3 separate regions of the Mus musculus genome follow, and regions 2 and 3 are each linked to region 1. The links are chromatin contacts, called in public Hi-C maps. All regions are on one chromosome and are shown on one strand. Each heading gives the region's core, a stretch centred on a gene start, on an enhancer-like site or on the middle of the called end of the contact. The rest is flanking DNA. Distances are from core to core; before and after follow the strand shown.

Region 1 (2,700 bases), core at 136-2,635:
GTCAAGTGACTCTACCTACCCACTGAATTTCCTCAGGGCAACACAAACCCCAGGCCTGGATAATTAAGTACACAGCATTAGCCGCAGGGCCAGGTATAGCATCAATGCTAATTGTAGTATTGTTGAGAAAAGGATTATCCTCCAAGGACTCTCTCTGGTCCTAGGGCATCTCAGTAGACACAGTCCCAAGGGGATGCTTCCTTCTCTCCATAGAGCAACACCAAAGCTTTGGAGGAGGTTATCTGAGGAGACAGGAGCCCTGTGGCTTGCTGGGAATACACAGATCAAGGTGGCAGGTCACGCACACATCACCACGCCCCATAGCCTCATGTATCCACCTCCACACCAGCCCCCTCACATCCACATCCGAGAAGAGAGAACACGAGAACTCGGGTGTGCACTCACCCCAGCCCACGTGCGCTGGGAACACAAGGGGCTATCAACCTGTTACCCTTGCCCCTGTTAGAAGCCCATGGGCAATGGGGGACTGCTCATGGATCTCCCACCTAGGTGAGCCTGCCAGGAGGGCCAAGTGTATTTGCATATAATTTGCATGTGTTGACACAACCCTTCCCATCTCTGCACAGAGCTTTCCCAAGCTAACCTGTTATTACTGCCTCTCTGAAGTTGGCGCCGCCGCTCGCCCACCCACTGCCAGTGAGTACTACGCATGGAGACGGTCTAGGAGCTGGCAGATCAGATCAGATCACTTCAGCAACTCGCACAGCCTCACAGCCTCAGTTTCTCCTCTGGACAATGCATACCAAGACAGCTCTGTACAAAAACTCCCGATGTAAAATGTCCAGAGTGAAGTATTGCTTGCATGGAGGGAGCTCTTGATTTGCAGCACAGGGCTCAGAACGGCCTCTGGGTGAAGAAGTCGGTTCCCTAGGCCTCAGTGACTAGTTGTCACAAACTCAAAACTACAGGACTCTTAGTTAAATTGATATTTCCTGGGAACAGTTGAGTAGTGTTTTAGGAAGAACTGCTTCTATACGACCTTCTTGTATCAAGACAATAGTCACTGTTTAATTGAAATTTAAAATTTAGCCGGGTGTCCTAGATTTTTATCTAAACGCCTTACCTGGGGCCGAGGCCAGGGGGCTCCTGTCATTACTAATATCCTGTTTTCTTACTGTTCTTACAAAGCTCTGGGGGACATGGTCTCTGTTTCCCAAATGTCCTGCTTCCTACTCTCGGATAGGAAGCAGGGGGGGCAGGAGGCTTCATGTGAGGTGAATTGAGAATTGTTGAGGGGGAGGGGAGGGAACACATGCTTCCTAATCTAGGTACAAAGCTAGTCTGTGCTCCCCTCTACTCTCTGTGAAGAGACTGGGCGGTTATCACTGTGAACGTGAGGCCCATGCTTCCTGTGGTGAAGAGCGCGAGTGTTTTCATCAACAGAACTGGTTTCTAGGGCCTCCTCACAGGATGTGAGGCCTGTGGCAGGTCACAGAGGAAGAGGCAAGCTGTGGCAGGGGCTACAGCTTGGGGCGGGAGGGCTGGTGGTGGAAGGGGGCTGCATGTGGGCCAGGCTGTGTCAGTCCAGGGGCTGGAGCAGGAATCCAGCCCCATGGTTATCTACAGAGAGCTCTCCGTCAGGCTGCATTCTGCTTTCCTTGATTCATATTCGGTATGATGCTAGACTTACTCCATTACAGTCTTTAAGTCTTTATCTAAGCTAGGCACCATGCAGGATGGGGCAGAGCTCAGCATCTGAGGTTAAGCCCCAGTTCTACTGGCTCCTCAGAGCCATGACTGAAGGAGCCAGGGATGGAAGTGTGGCTCAGTTGGTAGAGCGCTTGTCTAGCATGCATCAGGCCCTGGGTTTGTGATCTGCAGAGTGCATAGCACACCTGTCATCCCACCATCAGAAGGTGGCAGCAGGAAGATCAGACTGTCTAGGTCATTCTCAACTATGTAGCACGTTCCGGACCATCCTAGGCTACCTGAGAACCAGGAAAGACTAGAGAACGCCCGTCAAGCTTGCCTATGAGCCATGTGTGGTAACTAGGGAGAGCTCTGCATCTAAGGGCTTTGCCAGGACAAGCTTTTCACCCTGGGGAACAGGGACACTATTAGAAAACATGTGGCTCACCCAAGAGTGACAGTTTCCTTCGAGATTTGTGAAGAAGAGGAATTGTACGGTAAGACCAGAGGATAGATCATGGAGTGTATTGAGAGATAAAAATCCAAAACTTAAAACACAAGACTCCACATTCTTCCCATAAAGTAGCACTGGGCAGGCCCCACCCTTCGGGCAAGTTGCAAAGATGACGTAACACAAGGCATCACTTTTCCCTGCCCCCACCACCTTCATGAGACAGATCTTCCTTCTGGGAACATATGTTTCCACCATGTCTGCTTCCATGTGAATGGTTAAACCCTAAGCATCCACAGCAGCTGGGGCACTGAAGTAACCCCTTGGGCTCTCACAGGTTGCTAATGGCATGCTATGGTCAGACCTCCAACAGAGGCCAGGCACCTCGAAAAACCATTTTCCTCTTGGCTTCACCAAGATGTAACTGTGTACCTGTGGTTCAAGTATGGCTAGCCTAGAAGGGACCAGAGGATTTCATAACTAATGGAGACCTGTCCTTCGCATCTGTCCCTCATGAACAGTGTGCCCCGCCTATAGCATCCATCTAGCCCCCTTCTCCTAGGTCGAAGGTGCTTCAGAGGAGGACTGAAAGAAAGTGG
Region 2 (2,700 bases), core at 3-2,502, 270 kb after region 1:
AAGTATTGATTTTTTTTTTTAATTAGAGAAATAAGTCTCTGCCTATCCCACCAATTCTGAAGCAGGGAGGGACTCGGAAGCTTAGAGCCTGTCGGCAAGGGTTGTGGATTCCAATTTTTAAGTGAAGATGTAACTGAAAAGATGTTTTCCTGAGAGTACAAAACCCTACACCAGTTGACTCCAGTGAAACCTGCAGGGTGGTGGGTGGGAACCTCCTGTGCTGGCCAGCTCTGGCTGGCCAAGGGGTGGCCAAGGCCCGTCGGCCATGTTGGAGCTGCACTGCAGCAGGCGAGGCTGCGGCCGCAGAGGACCTGGCCTCAGAGACGCTGTCACCCGGCCAAGTGCTGTTCACTGTCCTCTGCAACCAGGCACCATGTTCCAGCGCGAGGGGCTGCTTTGGGTGGACACCGGTGCTTCTACTCTTATTCCTATTTGTTGCCCCAAAGGTTGAGAAGGGTGTGGGGGTGCACCCATCAGCTCTTTCTTGGGCTGTCTAATATGCAAATTAGAAAAAAATGATTAGTGGCAATTAGCAGCTGTGCTTTCTAGAGGTTAGTATACACTCCTTCAAACGTCCTGTCTCCTGCAGGCCAGGTCCATACCACCTGTCCTGCTCAGTGCCCTGCTCAGATTTGACACTTACTCTCCGTTAAACCCATTAACATGCAGGATCCTCATCTGCTTCACAATGGTGCTTTTGCCAGACTCTCCAGCACCTGAGAAAGGAAAGTGAGGGCGTGGGTTAAGAAACAGGCTTGTCACACTTCACCTGGATGATGGCCTTGGAAAGCAGCAGAAGCAGCACACAACAGACACACAATGACACAACTGCAAACCTCCTTCACATGACGACGCAGTGAAAAACAACAGACACATCCAACATAGCATCTACCTGAAGTATCTCACCATAGAGTAACAAGCAAGAATTAAGGGCTCTGCTGTTTTTAAATAGCTTTTTTTTTCCCTTTTGAGTTTTGTTGTTGTTGTTTTGTTTTCTCTTTGGGTTTTTTAAACTCATGAGGCGATGAAGGAATGACGTAATTGTCACTGGAAGGGTGAAAATTTTAAGTCAAAACTGTGAATTTAGTATTGAAATGTGGTCAAAGGTACTCTATGCAGCAGCCACCTAATTTCCTGTTTGTTAGTCATTTTATGGTTAAAATACTTAGGAATGGCAGACAATGCCTAGACACTGCAGTCTCCCACTATCACGCCCCGCTGCAGCACCTCCCTCCCAACGCCACAATGCAGCTGCTCTCAAGCATGCTTCAGGTCCACCCTAAAACCACAGGGCTACACTGTATCCACTGTATCCACTCCCTTCCCCTGCAAAAGGAATCTTTCTAAAGATACATTTTTCTCTGGATACAACCACCATGTTGCAGAGGGAAATGGTAGACCATCAATTATCTGTCAGCAGCAGAGGGGCGGGAGCGGGGGGCGGGGGAGCAAAAAAAAAAAAAGCAAAAAACAAAAAATAAACACATTTCGTTATCAAACATGGCACTTGAGACCTCATGAGCATCAGGCAACATGCAACTTCAACAGTACCAAGAGTTTAAAAAAAAAAAAGGATAAGACTTTAATTATATGCACAAATATTCCTGGAAGGTCCTGAATAAGAAGATTCTAGGCTTTCCCCAACTAAGGAAGTAAATAGGAACACAGGCCTCCATTTTAAATCACCTTTCTTTCTTTCTTTCTTTCTTTCTTTCTTTCTTTCTTTCTTTCTTTCATAGGTAGTATTTGGAGGACCCTCCAGCCCCACCCCATTTCCACCAAGTTTCTGCAAATGTACTCTTCAGCCCGTATTCCCTGTGGGAATGGTTTTTCCCCTCCTCCCACAACAATCTAATTTTTAAAAAAATCTTGTTCTTTTTCTCCATATTGTTTCTGTTTTGGTGCCCAGATAGAAAGGCATTCACTCCCCCACCCTATTCAGTTCAACACTCCCCCTCCCCGAAATTCTCCACCCCTCCATTTCTTCACCCCTCCTCTTTTCCACCCCTCCACAAGTCCATAAGCAAGATTTGTAAAAGTTAAAATTGGTTTCCACAGCAGCATTGATTTCAAAGCAAACACCATCCTAATGAGCAAAATTCTCATAAATTAAATATAAAAGGCAATATTGGGAGGCTTCCATGAAGGAAACAGAGGACTCATCAGGTCCCTCAGCACTCCACCCTCAGAAATGGGAACATTTGTGACACCAGGTTTTTTTCAGAGACAGAACTAGATCCGTGCCTCAGTTTCCACTTTTGTAAGAATAGAAAACTGGGCTGAAAAATAACTGCCAGGCTTTTGTTTGTTTTGTGGTTCTGCAAATTTACTTAATTTACCTGATAGAAGTTAAAATGGGTTAAAGAAAAGGAAGTTGGGGGTATTAAGTTTCCTTTGTGGGTAATTATTTCATTTTTAAGAAATGTAAAATGTCGCCAATAGCCAGGGCAACAGATTTCTGTGCCAAAGGTCATCAATTAATTGTGGCACAATGCAGCCATGTAGACCAGAGACTTGAAAGGAGGCAAGGTGGGCTCAGAACTGCAGTCTCAAATAAGTGGGGACATTTGAAATCACTGTAAACACACACAAAAAAAGATGTTAGGAATTTGATGTATCATTAACATCATAGTGAACTTAAATAAGCACTCATATGAGCAAGAATGAACCATACAGAAGATTCTAGATGTTTCCAGGTGT
Region 3 (2,700 bases), core at 147-2,646, 290 kb after region 1:
AACAGGGCAGGGGCTGGAGTGAGGTTTGGGGCTGGGGGTCAGGGCTAGGGGCGGGGTTATAATCTTATGACTTCATTTTAACAATAACATTACTCCTAAAAGAAAAAGGGCCAGGCCAACTCTGAGGCATGGGAAAGTTTTCAGTCCTGTGGGAAGTGAAAGTGGGCATTGTGTCCCCAGACGGGATTAGGGGCTCTAGGAGGGTGAGGTACCTGTTAAGGCAAGGATTTGTGTGCTTGGAGTTGGTCTGAGAAAGAACGCCATCAAATCACAGCAGATCAAAACTTCATCCCCTCCAGTGTGTTCAAACTAAGTGCCCAGGGACCCAAGACAGGATGATCCCTCCTCCCCACCCACCCCCACCTTTGAAATATGGGGCGGTTTTCTGTTTAGGTTGTCTACATTTGATCTAGAGAATTCTACCAGTTCCCACATTTGCAAGCAGACCCAGCTATTCTGAGCTCTTTGCTGACCTCTGGTGGGTAGGCCCATCGGTACTAGAACAGGCTGCTTACCTATACCCATATCACTAACACCTGGGGACAGCCTTGAAGTTCACATATCAGAAGCCCTGAAAGTGGGGGTAAAGAATCAAAAAAGAAAGAAAGAAAAAGAAAAAGAAAAGAAAGAAGGAAAGAAAGAAAAGAAATGGAAAAAAACACCCTTTTAAACCTTCAGGAAAAGAAAACAAAAGATAAACAAAAGCGGGCAAGAGAGAAGGAAAGTTGTAACAAAGTTTGAAAAGAATTGACTAGCAGAGTACAGAAATGTTAGCCTGAACTAATATTTTGTATCTTATTTCTCTGATTGTTACATTTTAGAAGAGAAATAGAAGAAGCTATGGAGAATGAAGTACTAAGGCTGGCCTTAGTGGCCGAGGGTAAGTTCCCAGCAGAGTCTGCAGCCCCTTCTAGGAAGGCCCATGTACCTTCCTCAGTAGCTGTGGAGGAGGCAGGGCAGTGGGATCAGGGCAAGTACAAAGCACTGTCTTTGGGACCTAGTCCTTATGTATGCATTTCTTTTCCAGCCCTTGGCTGGGTGAAAAGGGATGAACTTTGTGACCTCTGCTGCTACACAAGATAGCTCCAGGCAGGGGACCCAGAAATAGTCATTTGTTAAAGGACAAAAGATGGCCTAAGATGTTTTTCCTACACCACCTGCCATTTTGGTAAGGACAAAGGTGTGTGTGTGTGTGTGTGTGAGAGAGAGAGAGAGAGAGAGAGAGAGAGAGAGAGAGTGTGTGTGTGTGTGTGTGTGTTATACCTGGGGGGAGCAGAGATGCTAACCAACACCTTCTATTTAAAAGTTCTCCTAACAGAATTAAAAGATTCTAAACTGGGAAAGAACCCCACCCCCAACCTTTTCCCCAAAAGACAGAAGGATGTTTAGGGTCTCAGAACTGTTCCTGGCAGAAGGAGAGCTTAGCACTGTTACACAGAAAGCCAAAGCGGGGGGGAGAGAAGGGGCTTCCAGGTTTGCACCCCACTGTATTTTATCTTTCTGACCTCCTAAGGTCTACAAAGTGGGGATACTTGTCACCAGATATCAATTGCTGTCCTGAAACCTTAAACAAAAAGCAACAACAACAACAAAAAAAACCCAAAACAACACATTCTTAGGCCTGGGGCGGAGCTACGTCCCTGGGAAGGAAGATAAAGGGAGGGGGCTGCCTGAAGCAGGCGCAGGCTTGAATTTTCTAACACCAGGCTCTCAATTGTAAACTCGGAGCGCCATCTGCCAGCCAGTTCTGAACAGCCCTCCTTTGTTTCGATTTTCCTACTTCCCAGCCCTAAACAGTGGGCTCCCTTCTTTCCTTTAAAGTATATATGTATTTTATAAATTCTGGCTCAGAAAGGTTCTCCCTAGAAAAAGATCCTACTTTAAAAGAAAAAAATCTGAAAATGAAAAGAAAAATAAAACAAGAAGAGAGAGAGAACAGGAAAAGAACAAACAGGTAAAATGCCCCAGGACCTTTTGTTTCCTCCCTCCTGCTGTGAACTTGGGGTGCAAATGAGATGGGCTCCCTTTTCTACTTAAGGCAATCAGGCTCTTCCTTCCTTCCTCCCGCTGGGAGCTACCTCAAGGACTCCCCCGGGTGAAAGTGTTTTACTTCTGGGCACCTTGAGTCTGGGGGTGAGCTTTCGCTACATTGGTTTTAGATTTGTCTGCCAAATAAATTGAGTTTCTACTCTGTGCCCCACTTTCTCCAGATGTTCCTGGCCTAAAACCCCTTGTGAGTACTTCATACACATAGACCTGGGAGACATGGGAAGTTTCTGGCTTCCTCTTAAAGGAACTCATGAAATTTGGTACCTCTTTGGCCATGGCAGAACCTCAGGTAAGCTTGAATACTTCAAGATGTATCATCAGTCTTTCCTGGACATCACTTGGCAAGCAAGCACATGGAACTCTAAACTCAAGTGTTAGAATCAACCAAGGTCCCAGCAAAACCCCTGAGCTTAAACCAGTGCTCTCTCCATCATCCTAGGACCCTCTGCAAACACTGGAGATTCTCTGTACACCACTCCCCCAACTATTGGACTTTCTTCCCCATTGAGACAACATAGGAAAGTGATAACATGGAACATTTCCAAATACTCCCACTAGAAAGTGGGATTCCCTCCTAAGTGTACATCTTAAATCCTCACTTGCATATCTGCTTGGCAAAACAAAATGACCTTCTGTGCTCTCCTCCTAAGA

What was found. Hi-C and Micro-C count contacts between places; a contact is called where the count stands out from the background.
Region 2: a contact with region 1 is called in a Hi-C map of CD8 T cells, with 4 times the contacts expected there. The contact joins two enhancer-like sites. A contact is called at or near these places in 5 of 39 promoter capture datasets (the C10 cell line, the HPC-7 cell line, cranial neural crest and 1 more), 27 of 484 Hi-C or Micro-C datasets (B cells, CD4 T cells, CD8 T cells and 19 more), 13 of 115 datasets of contacts at active chromatin or transcription factors (the 230-238 cell line, DN3 thymocytes, T-cell acute lymphoblastic leukemia and 10 more) and 3 of 9 other capture datasets (adipose tissue, liver and pancreatic islet).
Region 3: a contact with region 1 is called in a Hi-C map of the HPC-7 cell line, with 2.0 times the contacts expected there. The contact joins two enhancer-like sites. A contact is called at or near these places in 1 of 15 datasets of contacts at CTCF or cohesin (pro-B cells), 23 of 484 Hi-C or Micro-C datasets (the C10 cell line, CD4 T cells, CD8 T cells and 17 more), 7 of 115 datasets of contacts at active chromatin or transcription factors (the 230-238 cell line, DN3 thymocytes, T-cell acute lymphoblastic leukemia and 4 more) and 2 of 9 other capture datasets (adipose tissue and liver).

What each region holds. Positions count from the first base shown.
Region 1 is chr2:174,601,161-174,603,860 of GRCm38.p6, reverse strand. It overlaps Gm46781 (a long non-coding RNA gene), which reads left to right. Exons shown (of 2, transcript XR_003953979.1): 2 at 588-1,049. It also overlaps a transcript of Zfp831 not described here. Among named protein-coding and RNA genes, the nearest start is that of Gm46781, 4.5 kb to the left of the region's middle. Within about 2 kb of position 1,385, at least 105 of the 459 cell types and tissues checked have an H3K27ac peak or open chromatin away from gene starts, as enhancers often do. A contact at or near this core is called in CD8 T cells, CD8 central memory T cells, the HPC-7 cell line and 2 more, where this site is marked.
Region 2 is chr2:174,332,228-174,334,927 of GRCm38.p6, reverse strand. It overlaps Gnas (GNAS (guanine nucleotide binding protein, alpha stimulating) complex locus), which reads right to left. Exons shown (of 12, transcript NM_010309.4): 2 at 644-716. Among named protein-coding and RNA genes, the nearest start is that of Gm30189, 6.2 kb to the right of the region's middle. Within about 2 kb of position 1,252, at least 45 of the 459 cell types and tissues checked have an H3K27ac peak or open chromatin away from gene starts, as enhancers often do. A contact at or near this core is called in CD8 T cells, CD8 central memory T cells, group 2 innate lymphoid cells and 1 more, where this site is marked.
Region 3 is chr2:174,310,092-174,312,791 of GRCm38.p6, reverse strand. The region is part of intron 1 of Gnas (GNAS (guanine nucleotide binding protein, alpha stimulating) complex locus); the gene reads right to left. Among named protein-coding and RNA genes, the nearest start is that of Gnas, 14 kb to the right of the region's middle. Within about 2 kb of position 1,396, at least 37 of the 459 cell types and tissues checked have an H3K27ac peak or open chromatin away from gene starts, as enhancers often do. A contact at or near this core is called in the HPC-7 cell line, where this site is marked.